Regions from separate parts of the Mus musculus genome. Here region 2 is linked to region 1. Evidence: chromatin contacts called from public promoter capture Hi-C data. All regions are on one chromosome and are shown on one strand. The core of a region is the stretch at or near the end of the contact, and the rest is flanking DNA. Distances in the headings are between cores, read along the strand shown. Region 1 holds the start of Stil (Scl/Tal1 interrupting locus). Region 2 holds the start of Mfn2 (mitofusin 2).

Region 1 (6,900 bases), core at 3,562-6,061:
GCCCAGGTCAACCTGCCTAGGGATGGGACTACTCACAGTGGGCTGGGCCCTCCTATATCCAATAAGAGTTAATGAAATCCCACACAGGCATGGCCTTTGGCCAAACTGATCTGGACAGTTACATGTGTTTCCCTCATTCCAGGTGACTAGTTTCATGTTAACAGCTGAAGCTAACTATGACAGGATGGAAAGAGAATAAGGAGAAAAAAAGATCCAAGCCAGGCATGGTGGCACATGTTTTTAATCCCCGCCCTGAGAAGGATCTCTGAGACTTTGTGGTCAGCCTGATCTACATAGTGTTTCACAACACCTAGGGCTACATATACCCTGTCTCATAAAAGAAGAAGAAAATGGAAGGAAGGAAGGAAGGAAGGAAGGAAGGAAGGGAGAAAGAAAGACAGAAAGAAAGAGAAAAGGAGAAAGAAAAGAAGAGGAAGAGGAGGATGAGGAGGAAGAGGAAGAAGAAAGAGCAGGAAAAATAAGAAAGAAAACTCCATTCTCCAAAACTAATTGATGTTAGTGTCTTTTTCCACTTGGGCCAGTATAACAGAATACCACAGACTGGGTAGTCTTTAAATAACAAAATTTCTCATAGTTATGGAAGTGATGAAAGCTAATATAAAGGCACTGGTCAATTCAGTATCAGGTGAGGGCCTGCTTCCATGTTCTTATGACGTCGAGGGTAGAAAGGAAAAAGTAAGTACTCTGGGGATCTTGTACATGAGCAGGACTCCTACACGGAAGTACTGTTGTTCATGATCTACTCATCCAGTCGTCCACTTTCTACCATCCCCTTGGAAGTTAAGATTTTGACAGCCTTCATGCCAGCACTTAGGATGAAGAGGCTGTGAATTTCAGGTCAGCAGGGCTACATAGTGAGATCATGCTCAAAAACTTTTTTCCAACATGTGAACTTGAACACAGTTACTGGGACACGGTTACTCTACAGCAGTTAGGATATAGAATTGTGAATGAATTTTTCCCATTATAATTAGCTTTATTTATATTATATATTTATATAACATTATATCCCTAATGTACAACAAATATATATAATATAATTATAATTAGTATAATTGTACATTGTATAATTGTAACACTTATATATTGTACCACTAAACTATATACACAGCCCCAAATAATACTTTTTTTTTTTTAAGTATGATACAGTTGAAATGGTTCTCTGTGAAACAAATAAGAGCAAGACAGCAGTCTTTCTCTGTAAAGGTCAGTAGCCACAGAAACTCCAGTGTCTTGGTGTACAATATATATTTAAATAAGGATCAAAGAATCGCACAGTATGAAGTCAGTCTATTTAATCTGGCAGGCAATCCAGCAATAATTCATACTGGGTTTGGATAATTACCTCTTATTACCTAGCCTGTAAAACAGTACTTTCCTTGTTTTATGCTTGCCACATCATTTAAACTTATGATCACTTAACACAAAGTTCAGTGTGTAACAGGTCCTTGGTAGCATTTGTAGTTCTTATTTCTATAATGAAATAAAGTATAATCTTTAGCCTTTTGTGACTTAACAAATCAGTTCCCCTAATCTCTTCAAATATGGGATCATGGTGTTCCTTTATTAGTAATGTTAACTTTAGAATACCTAGTGCAGCAATATTTGACTGCCTTTTAATAAACTGACACACTCTCATTCATAACAGTGTACAATATGTAGATAAGGAAAATGAATTTCAGGAGACTAAATGGCACCATTGGGCTGGTTGCATTTAACATTACTCAAAGAAAATATTTAAAGATACCCGGAAATACAAGCTTTCTTAAAAATAAATCGTCTTTCCAATTTTAAAATAAAGCCATTAAAATTTTCATTTTTCAGAAGCCTTTTATTGGGTCTCATGTTGCAACACTAGGGGGCAGCACAGAAGAGTACTTCCTGCCAGCTTAAAAAAGTGAGGTAATAGCCTGGTTTTATAGCAAGGAGGACTATGTAGATGTGGCATGCAAATGAAGAATTGTATTTGCACCAGTCACAGCAGTATTTCTAGTCCCATCAGTCACAGGCCTCGTTTTGCACCAAAATAAGCTTTCTGCTGAGCCATAGGAGAAATGCCTATCCATATGACCTAGGTGAGCCAGGTCCTCTGGTGTTCTCTGAGGCTCATCTTAAATGGTATCCCCCAGAAATAGTGAAGGTTCTCGGGTGCAGTCGTGCTGGAGAAAAACTGTGAAGTGTTGTGCAGTGGCAGTAAAGAATCTACAGGTGGGCCATTTGGGCATGATGGAATATCCTGTAACCCACTCTACTCAGGAGCCTGGGAGCCTCTCTACTAAGGAGCCTCTGTACTCAGGAGACTGCAAGTTCCTGGCCAACCTAAGGACTTTACTAAGACCTTGACTCTGAAGAAAAAATGGGCTGGAGAGATGGCTCAGCAGTTAAGAATGCTCTTGGAGAGGTCCTGAATTCAATTACCAGCAACCACATGATGGCTCACAACCATCTGAAATGGAACCCTATGCCCTCTTCTGGTGTGTCCGAAGACAGCTACAGTGTACATGTATACATAAAATAAATACTTCTTTAAAAAAAAAAAAAGGAGGAGTTTGGGGGCAGAGGATGTAGCTCAGAGCACTTACTTCCTTAACATGCCAATCACAATACTGCAAAGAAAACTAACTAAAAAGAACACCCGGGTTGTCTTCAGGGCAGTCATCTTGTTTGCCAAGGGCAACCATTTTCCATTTTGATATAAAGTAATTATGCACCAGAGCAGGGGATGTAGCTTAGCTAGCAAGATTTTTTTTTTTTTTTTTTTTTTTTTTGGTTTTTTTCAAGACAGAGTTTCTCTGTATAGCCCTGGATGTCCTGGAAGTCACTCTATAGACCAGCCTGGCCTCGAACTCAGAAATCTGCCTCCCGAGTGCTGGGATTAAAGGTGTGCGCCACCACACCCAGTTTTTTTTTTTTTTTAGTAGTTTTTTTTTGTTTTGTTTTTTGGCTAGCAGGATTCTTATACAACATGCACAATAGTTATGGGTTCAAGCCTCAGAATGGCATAAACCAGGTGTGGGGCCCACCCCTATAATCCCAACACTTGAAGGGCATAGGTAGAAAGATCTGGGTCATCCTTACTTCCATAGTTCAAGATCAACATGGACTGTATGAGACCCTGTCTCAAAACACACAAGTATTTATGCATAACATTACATATACATCCTGCTTAGAAGTCCAGTGCCAATAAAATGTTTAATTCACCATTTGCTGACACTTGAGTTCTCATGATGCTTCAGCTTCTCCGATGTTTCCTCTTGTTTTTCCTGATTTTTTTTTTTTTTTCTAAGACAGGGATCTCCAAGACAGCCTTGGCTGTCCTGGAACTAGCTCTGTAGACCACGGTGGCCTTGAACTCACAGTGGTGGGATTAACGGTGTGCACTACCACAAGCACTGGGTTTCATAACCTTTTAAGATTTATTTATGGGCTATGCATGTGTGGCAGCCAGGGATGGGTGTGCCCAAGGAGGCCAGAAGACAACTGTGATCTATCTAACCAGGATGCCGGCAACCAAGATGATCTGCAAGATCAGCAAGTGCTCTTAACCACTGAGCTATCTCTACAGCCCCAGATTTTACCTGTTAAAAGTATTTACTTAGTGTGTGGTGCTAGTCACTCAACCCAGGACCCTGCACATGCTGGGGTCCTACACTACTACTTAGCTGCATACTAGCCTCCCAGAACAGTCTCAGATATACAGAAAATAAATGAAGCACACCTCCCACGCACTTTCCTCTTTTTTTTTTTAACATCTTATATAAGTATGTACATTTGTTTCTATTAACCCAACATTGATACATTATTAATTTAAAGTCTTTTATGTATTTAGATTTTTACCTGCCTTTTAAAAAATACACAAAGTTTAATGTAACATGAACTAATCCTAAGAACACGTTTGCTACCTTCCCCTAACACTATAGACGTGCTTCCTTTTTAATTTAAGTCTTTTCTTGTTTTGTTTTAATTACAACGAATGCCTGATCATCTCAAAGATCTCCAACATGGACCTCTGGCAGCACGCACACATAAATCACACACCACAACTGTCCCCAATATCAGCACTGGAAATAAGTATAAATAGCCACCAGTATTTTCTGTTCAACGAGAAGGAATTTCCCAAAATTGGTAAGATCGATCATATTTTAGAAACAACTTAAAGCAAATTTAACCTCCTCTATCTCTGATCATCTAAGGGCTTGAAAACTTTTTTTCTCCTGAGACAGGGTCTCATGCAGACCAAGTTGGTCTTTGATTTGCTTCGTAGCTTAGAAGACCTCTCTGCCTCCACCCACCTCTTCAAAGCTGGGACTAAGGCGGCGCACCACCACACTCGACTCTAGTCTTTTGAGACAGGGTCTCTAAATAATTCCAGCTTGTCTCTAACTCGTGGCGAGCCTCCTGTCTCAGCACCTGCCTCGGAAGAGCGCAGGAATTACAGGGGAGAACCAAGCTTGGCTAAGTGGATCCCAGCAGTCAGACCACAATCTGTGCAGGAAGCACTTCCAGCAAACCAGCCGGGATTTCTTTTTTTAACTGCGCATGCGTTTGGCCAATGCCAGCCAAACCGGAACTTAACCGTTGACCAAATGAAGGTTTAAATCCTCTGAGTAGTGACACAGAGCTGCGATGGCGCCCTCGGTTCTTTAAAGAACCTTGGGATAGGGCGAGCGCTAATCCCAGGCTGGGCTCCGATTGGTCGTCACAGCAGTCTGCAGTTGAGACGTTGCGTGACGACCGTGGTACCGCCCCTGCAGCGGGACTGGCCGGGCTTCTGGCCAATCAGCAGGCGCGGCGCGCCCTTTGGTTCCCTCCAGCGAGCGCTTGCCGCCTCGGTTCCCGCGACCCCAACGTCCCAGAGGCGGGGCCGCAGTCATCTGAGACGCTACCTGGATCCTGACTCTGCGTGCCCAACAAACGGGCCCAACAACCAAACCCTAGCTTGGCGGCGGCCGTGACAACAGCGACGGTGGATCTTTGAGCTCCTGATTCCCCGAGGCGCCCTACGGGCCCGGGAAGCACGGTGAGTAACAAGCGGCCTGTAAGGTCGGAGTTAGCGCGGTGGAACCGATGACCACAGGGCCGCCAGGGGAGAAAGAAGGCGGACCTCACTGCTAAAAAATGGGAAAGAAGTTTACATTGTGACGTGCCTCAGATTGACTTCACTGTAGAAATTTCTTGGAGACTGAAACCCTGATCCTTGCTTTTTTGCATTCTTTCTATCTGACCCAGACTGTGTAAGGAATCTATTACGTGTTTATAGTCCGTGGTCTACAGGAAGTAGACCTATGTCAAAAGTGAGGCGTGGACGTACAGTGTCTGAACACAAAGACAGTGATGTCACCCTGAGAGATTGCACATTCGTGTTGGGGGTTGGATGATAGGATTTAGTAGGAAATTCCAAAGGAAGGGGAGGACAGCCTGTGTAGTCCTATCGACTGCTGATAGTCGAGTTAGGACTGGAGGATGAGTGACCGGGGTTATGGTTGCAGTAATTGGGTAGGACCTTAATATGAAGGGTTTTTATTTTATATATGAAGAAAAGCTATTGACTTTCTAGTCAGGGGAAAAACTTGTACATAAACCCATTTGTGTCTGCACTGGAGGGACTTGTCAGTAAATCTGGCTGGGCTGAGGAGGACAGCTAAGGTGGGAGGCCAGAAAGAACTTTCTATGGGTAAGAGGGAGAAGAGGTGAGGGTGACTTGATGGTCCTCATTTGCTGCACAATGAAGACATTCCCTGAGCAGACTATTTTTGTTAGGTACAGGTTTGTACAGCTTTGGCTCCATTAGCTTTATAAGTAATACTATCAAGATGAGCTAGTTATCAAATCTCATTTGGTGGCTTTCAGATGAGAAAGACCTAATGCATGAAAGGAGAGACAGGCACTTAAGTCATTCCTGTTGGTGAGGAAAACTTATACTTTGTGGGGGTAGAGTTATCAGTGTGATTACTGATACCATGGCAGTCAACTGCTAAAGAAAGGCTTCTTTTAAAACAAGCAAACAAACAAACAAGAAAAACAAGCCTGTATTTCAAGAAGTTTCATATCTCTGGGATAAGTTTTAATTGATCCTTAAAGGTTATATCCAGTAGAACTTTGCTCTCCCAATATTTTTAGCCTTAGACTATATAGAAAAGGTCTCTTCTAAATGACTTACACCTTTGTTAGTAATCCTCTATCTTGAGTCAGATGATTCATTTTTTAAATTTTTCATTAGTGTTTAAAATGTATTTATTGTGTGTTCATGTGTGTGCATGTGCACATGTATGCTGCAGTGTGCATGTGGAGGTCTGAGGATGACTTTCAGGAGTCGGCTCCTTCTGCCAGTAGGTCCTCGGAATCGATCAAACTCAGGCTGTTAGTTTTGACAGCAAGCACTTTTAGCCTCTGAGCCATCTTACGTAAGGCCCTAAGATTGTTATCTATTGTTAGCATTGCTGTTGTGCTATGTATGTGATATGTGCATGTGAGAGCAGAAGTCTGTCCCACTGTGTGCATGTGGAGATCAAAGGACAACGTTCCAGAGTCTGTTCTTTGTTTCCACCTCGAATTCTGAGAACTGAATCATTAGCCTTGCGACAGCAACTACTAAGCCTCTTTGTCTACCTCAGACAAGATTTTTTTTTCTGAAACCGAAACAATGCGTAGAAGATTAAAAAAAATTAAGACTTAAAAAGTACATATGTGCTGGCTGGGCTTGGTAGTGTGCACCTGTATCCCAGCACTTGAAGGGGGGTGAGGAACACATGATCCCCAGAAAGCCCAAACAGGAAACTTCATGATACATTTTTATAAACAACTAAAATGAACATATGCATCAACAGACTGGCTCTTGTGACAATGAACAGGAAGATCTCTGTCCCCACAAACCGACTT
Region 2 (6,630 bases), core at 1,080-3,579, about 33 Mb after region 1:
GTGAGAGGCAGAAGCAATCAAATCTCTGAGTTCAACCCAGTGAGTTCCAAGACAGCCAGGGATATAGAGAAACCCTGTCTGAAAAAGCCAAAAAATAAAGAGATAAAATTCTAAGGGTCGCAGTTTAGGGAAGTTGCAGGAACACCATAACAGCATTATAAACTTAAGATCAGAAACAAACACAACCCTGAACAAAGACCCAGTACAGCCCTCGAAGCCCATCAGGAGCTTTGCGTTGACCCAGGCTATTAGTGGAGGAGTATTAGGTGTTTGCACAGCAGTAGCAAAAATCAGTGCAAGGTGCCTGGATCTCAGGTGTGGCTCCCTGAATCCACACCACCTCCTTACCCAGTTTATATGCAGCAACTCCTAGCAGAGAAAACAAAACGGGTCCAGAGATCGTCTGTTGTACAACTGGAACAGAGGAGAAGCTGAGAAATTGAAACGAAAGAGTACAGAGGGTAAAGGGCACAGCAGACTCTTGGAGCCATGATAAGAATCCAACCCCTGCCAAGCAGAGACGGAAAGGAGCCAGCACAGGGACAAACAAACAAGGAGGAGAGGGACAGATCCTGGCCATGCTTTGAACTGTCAACCAGTGAAATCCCCGTGGAAGCAGAAAGGAGATACAGCAGCTCCTTCCGACACAAGTTGGAAGCCACGAGCTCTGTGCTCCAGGATCCACTCCGAGAGACTCGCCAGCCGAGAGCCAGCAGAACACACCCTTTTGCTCTTCATCTAGATCCATGGTGGCCAAACCACAGCTCTCACTTACTTTCTAGCTGGTAAGAGACCTTCACAGGTTGGGCATCGTGGACATGGCTGGAGTCAGAAAGATGAAAAGGACTCGAGGTCTCCTCTGTGCTGATTCAGGTCCAGGTTGGCCCCTGATGGTGTTGACTCCACCTGTCCAAGCTTCTGGAAAGGAAAAAGGCAGAGGTCACTGGGCCACCAGGAAAGAAAATGCAAAATATGTTTAATCAGGTGTTAAAGCCAAACTAACTCATCCCTGAGGGAAGCTTACTCATTGCGGTGTTGAGGAAGCAGGTGAGGAAGTGTGTGTGTGGAGGGGGAGGAGACAATAACAATGACAATGAGACAAACACATTAGCCGTGTGCTAATATATTAAGCCATGTGCTAATGCAAGGCACCAAAGAGGTCCTCGCTAAGACACAGCCAGAGAGAGAAGGGAGCTGAATCAGGCCAAGGCCTGGCCTTCAGGACTGGGGAACTGCCAACTAGAAGTGGAAGGGGAGTGGAGAGGAGAGGAAGAAAAATAGACCTGACAAAGGCCAGAGTATCCCTGCTACTGTAAAGTCTCTCCTTCCATTCTCAAGTCTATGGAGCAAACTTGGTCTCTACAGTACTAGGAAGATGTATAGAGCCAAGCAGCCAAGCTAGACACCAAACTACACTAGCTGTGACTCCAAAGCTCACTTGTGTTTTCCTACCTAAGACAAAAAGGGGACAATCAAGAGTCCTTTTCTGACGAAGGGAGAGATGATTGGCAAAGCTAGAAAACAGGATAGAAAAGTACTACAAGAGATGGAGGCCAGTAGTGTTGCCTTTCTCCTTCCAAACAGCTATCTTTTTCAGTATTCACTGTGGCCTTTCAATGTGTTAGGTGCTAGGGTCAGGGACGGATTAAGAATAGCTCCAACCCTCAGAGTCTTAACGGTGCAATGAAAAGGCATATAAGTAAAAAGACTTCCACCGTAAGTGGGGTACAGTGAACCGGGTGCTGAAAAAAAAAAAATGCTGGCAAAAAAAGAAAAGTACTGGATGAAAACCGGGAATGGGTCAGGGACCTTGAATGGAGATCACAGGGCTGAGACATCAGGGTGTGGGGAGCTGCGAGGAGGAGCCCACCTCCCAGCCTTCAGTCCGGTGGCCCGCCCCCTCCTCAGAGCCGAGCAGGGCTTGACGGCGAGGCCGCAGCAGGGGAAACGCCCGTGTGACCCGAGCCTGAGCCCGAGGCCCAGAGGCCCCAGAGGCCCAGCGTCCTAAGCCGGGTGGCTCAGGACTCTCCCGGCCCGGGCCTGCCGGTTCCACCACCCCGGCGCGCTCGCCCTCTCACCTTCACCTTCCCGGCCTCGCGGCGGCCATCACACCCAACACGTCACTAGCCGGCGCCACACCGAGAGAAGCGGGAGGGGAGGGGGCTGCGCTCGTCACTCGCCCCGCTGCAGCCCGGACGAGCCGATGGCCTCTGAACGCTGTCACCTCAACCTTACCACTCCTATACCACAGTGTCTAGGAACTCCGCGCTCCAAAAGGAGCCCCCGCGTGCCTGGTAACCGTCCCGTGTCTCGTGCAGATGACGTAAGCTGTAGGGTGGGGCTCCCAGCGCGTCATGGGAGTTGTAGTTTGGATCAGCGTCCGTCAGGGTGGGGTAGGGCGGAGCCTCGAGCTGTCAAGCAGGGGTTGGAGGGGTGGGAGAACGGGACGGGGGTTGGGGGAGGGGAGAGGGTGGACGGCGGGGAGGGGAGCGGGCAGGACACGACAAGGGTACCGATTAGAGGTTTGCGTGCGCCTTTTTTGTTGTTGCGCCTTTTTTGTTGTTGCTGCTCCAGAATTTGACCCTGTATAACACCTGTCAGTTTTGAAATCCAGACTCGCATTTCATAATCCGAGTGTCTTCAAAGGGAACAAACAGACCGTTAGGGTGAAGTAATTGTCCTTCAGTTGCCTTTGAGGCAACTAAACAGCAGCCACAACGCATCAGGCAGCTACTAGGTGACAGTCATTGCACTGGCTATCTAACATGCAGTTTTTAATTTTCACTCAGTCCCAGGACATTCAGGACATGATTATCCAACCTCACATGCCATTCACTGGCCCCTCATTTTGTTCCAAGAACTGGGATACTGCATTGGACCCCAAGCTGGGAGGGCTCCAAGCCTGGGCTCTGTAGTAACACCCACCAGCCACTTGTAGCTACTGAGACCCTGAAATGCAGCTGCTACAAACTGAGAAATGCCCCAATGTTTAATATAAAAAGAAATGCAAACTACCTTATTAGTAATTTTATATTGATGTGTTGTTATAGCTTTGGATAAACTGGGCTAAATGAAATACATTATCTTAATTAAATCGCCCCCCCCACCCCGTTTCTTCTTACTTCTAAAAGTAGAGCTAATAGTGGCGGTCACAAAAAAGGCTCAGTAGGTATAAATGGCTGCTACCAAGCCTGACAGCTTGAGTTCCATCTCCAGGAACCCACACGGTGGAAGGAAAGAACCTGCTCATAAAATGTTGTCCTCTAACCTCCGTACAAGAGCCAGGGCACGTGTACATCAACCACACACGATAAATGAATATGGTTGGGGCCTAGAGAGATGGCTTTTACAGAGGACCCAACACCTACATGTTAGCTCACATCGGTAACTACAATTCAGGGGATCCAGTGTCCTCTCTGTCTTCCAGGGGGAACCAGGCACACTTCTGATACACTTCCATACATGCAGGCAGCATCCCATACACATTAAATAAAAACAACAAGCCAAGTATTTAAAAGCAGATAATATGGCTAGCTGAATATTTTAACTGTGTCTGTGGCCCATGCGACCTTGCTTTTGTTTGTTTGGGGGCAGGCTTCCCACTATGTAGCCCAAACCAGCCTTGAATTGATGATCTTTTTACTCTGCCTCCCAAGGGCTAGGACTGTAGTCATCTCACTGACACACCTAGCTGCCATGTTATGCTTTCTACCGATTGGCACTGCCCTATAGCCAGGGTACAGTCATGCCACAAACAGCCTCAGAGGTAAATCAGCACGCCGGTTACGAGTCTCCAGAGAGGTGAGTCATGGGAGCTGGCCTGTAGTCACTGCCCATAGGGCAGCTTCTTGTCTGGAACATCTGACTCTGAACTGGAGAGACACACCCAGCACTTGCCTTGGGGTATAGTGTGCGCTAAGTATCTCCTCCTCCATCATCTCCAGCCTCCCCAGGGAATTCTTTGAGTACAAAACTGAAGACTGTTTCCTTTCCCTTTGGCAGAATCTTACTCAAGCCAGAGGCTTGGAGGAGCTTTCCCAAACTCTCTCCTGTCCATTCTGCCTCTGCTGTAGCCTCCCTGAAAGCTTTGGCCTAGGCTCCCATCCCAACCTGGACAGAAGAGGGAACTTCTGAGCCCATTCCCAGGCTTCTAATCTTACATTCCACTTGGGCTTGCCTAAACCAGAACTCCAAACTGTGAGGCTCTTCCTTTAACCCCTCAATGGCAAGGTTCCTCCAGTACTGCAGACTGCCACTAGAAATGGGTCTAGCGAGTACTGGGGTTCAACTGCAGGGGGCTTTTCTTATGTCAGTTATTCCTGTTTTGATCGACTTTTCCACTGTGTATATGAATTGCACATACCAGAAAATGGTCACTATTAGAAACAACCCTGGACAGGACATGACGGTTCATGTCAGTCATCCCAGTACTCAGGGGTTGAGGCAGGAGGATCACAGGTGAGAGGCCAGCCTGGATTACACAGGAAACTTTGCCACAAATGAACAAAACTCAAGAATCCTCTACAAGGCATACATTGTTTTTAATTTTTATTATTAGTGTGTGCGTGCACACTCGCGAATGATGTATGTAGGGGGTACATGTGTGGAGTCAGTTCTTTCTACCCTTTACATGGCAGTTCTGGGAATCAAACTCAGGGCATCAGGTTTGTTCAGGTGACTGCCGGATGAGCCGACTCACCAGCCTCAATGTACACAATTCCTGAATGACTGGTTGTTTCCAACTGGAGTACTAACTCCTTTCACCTACTTCTATGGTCTGAATGTGTTTGATATCTGTGCTGGTCAGTTTTGGGGTTGTTTGTCTACTTGACACAAGATAGACTCATCTGAATAGGGTAAATCTGTAGAGAAAATACCTCCATAAGATCGGTCTGTAGGCAAGCTTGTGAAGTGTTTTCTTGAATGGTGAATTGATGTGGAAGGACCCAGTTGACTGTAGGCACTACTGTGGTCAGGCAGGTGGCCCTAGGTTGTATAAGAAAGCAGGATGACAAACCAGGCATGGTTGCTCATGCCTTTAATCCAAGCACTCAGGAGGCAGAGGCAGGTGGATCTCTTCTGATTTCAAGGTCACATCCTGGTTTACAGAGTGAGTTCCAAGACAGACAGGGCTGTTACACAAAGAAAACTTGTCTCCAAAAAAATAAGATTAAAAAATGTGTGTGTGCCAGGTGGTGGTGGTGCACGCACTCGGGAGGCAGAGGCAGGCAGATTTCTGAGTTCGAGGCCAGCCTGGTCTACAAAATGAGTTCCAGGACAGCCAGGGCTACACAGAGAAACCCTGTCTCGAAAAACCAAAAAAAAAAAAAAAAGTGTGTGTGTGTGTGTGTGTGTGTGTGTGTGTGTGTGTGTGTGTGTGTGAGAGAGAGAGAGAGAGAGAGAGAGAGAGAGAGAGAGAGAGAGAGAGAGAGAGAGAGAGAAAGATAGAGAGAGCATGATAAGCAAATAATGCAGAGTAAGCCAGTTAGCATCATAGCCTCTGCCTTAGTTCCCGTCCTGATTTCCCTCAGTGTGACTTAAAATTTGTAACTTGAAATAAACCCTTTCCTCTCCAAGTTGCTTTTAGAGAGGGTTTTGTTTTTTTTTTTCCCAAACACTCAGAAACCTAAGACACCATCCATGTTCACTTGTGGAAAGACCCATTAAAGGCAATGACTTCTGGGAAGTAATCAGGACTAGATGAGATCAGGAGAGTGGACCTCCACGGTGGCCTCAGTGGAAGAGAAATCTGAGGTAACGTGCACCCTCTGCCTGGCCATGTGATATTCTCCACCACAGCACCGCTTCCAGAATTCATCAACTTCTATGCTTCCGTTTAATCCATTATTGATTTTTTTTTTTTTTGAAACTTTCCATTCTCCCACCTCTGCCTCCCAAGGCTGGGATTACAGATGTGCACCACCACACCCAGTGATATAAACTTCCAATCCAGGTGCATCCAACCGGTAGCCTGAGTGTCACGTGTCCCAAGATAGCTATGAAATCAGCTCAACACATTTGAAGATGACAGCATCTGGTGGCAACTGTCAAAAGGCTGGATACCCCTGCATCTCTGCAAATTACCCAGACCTGTAGTATTCTGTAACAGTGTAGCAACAGAAAACAGATTAAGAAGCAAGCCTGTAACACTGAGCACTAGGGAGCTACGGTAGGAGGACTGCCTGAGTTCCAGGCCAGTCTAGGAGACACATGAGTTCCAGATCACCATGGGCTACACAGAGACACCAGCTCAACAAACACAGTAAACCCCCACCCCTCCTCTGTAAGAAACTAGACTATGGGACAGCCACTTAGGGAACCAGTCCTTTCCAGTCTGACCTGCCTAACCCACCTCCTCCAGACATCTACATCCTCTGGGCCTCAGGGGTCTTTGCCTACCAGGACTAGACACTGTGTCCCTCCCTCTGCCTCACACTAAGGCCACATGGTCACATGAGGTCACACAGCTTCGGTGGCACCTTTGAGCGGTATCTGCTGACAAGCCTTCTCCAGCACTACTGACATTTTAGGATAAATGGGTTTTTGTCCATAGTGGTTAGGGATTGCTCAGGTCCCCTCTAGTCTCTGTCTACTAGAAGCCAATAGTACCCCTTTCCCCAGTTCCAACAC

What was found. Promoter capture Hi-C pulls out the DNA fragments that hold promoters and counts their contacts.
Region 2: a contact with region 1 is called in a promoter capture Hi-C map of pre-B cells. The contact joins the promoter of Mfn2 here to the promoter of Stil in region 1. A contact is called at or near these places in 3 of 39 promoter capture datasets (cranial neural crest, pre-B cells and second pharyngeal arch cranial neural crest).

Annotation. Positions count from the first base shown.
Region 1 is chr4:114,995,307-115,002,206 of GRCm38.p6, forward strand. Stil (Scl/Tal1 interrupting locus) reads left to right here and starts at 4,812. Exons shown (of 17, transcript NM_009185.3): 1 at 4,812-5,041.
Region 2 is chr4:147,902,580-147,909,209 of GRCm38.p6, forward strand. It overlaps Mfn2 (mitofusin 2), which reads right to left and starts at 2,330. Exons shown (of 19, transcript NM_133201.3): 1 at 2,079-2,330; 2 at 776-918.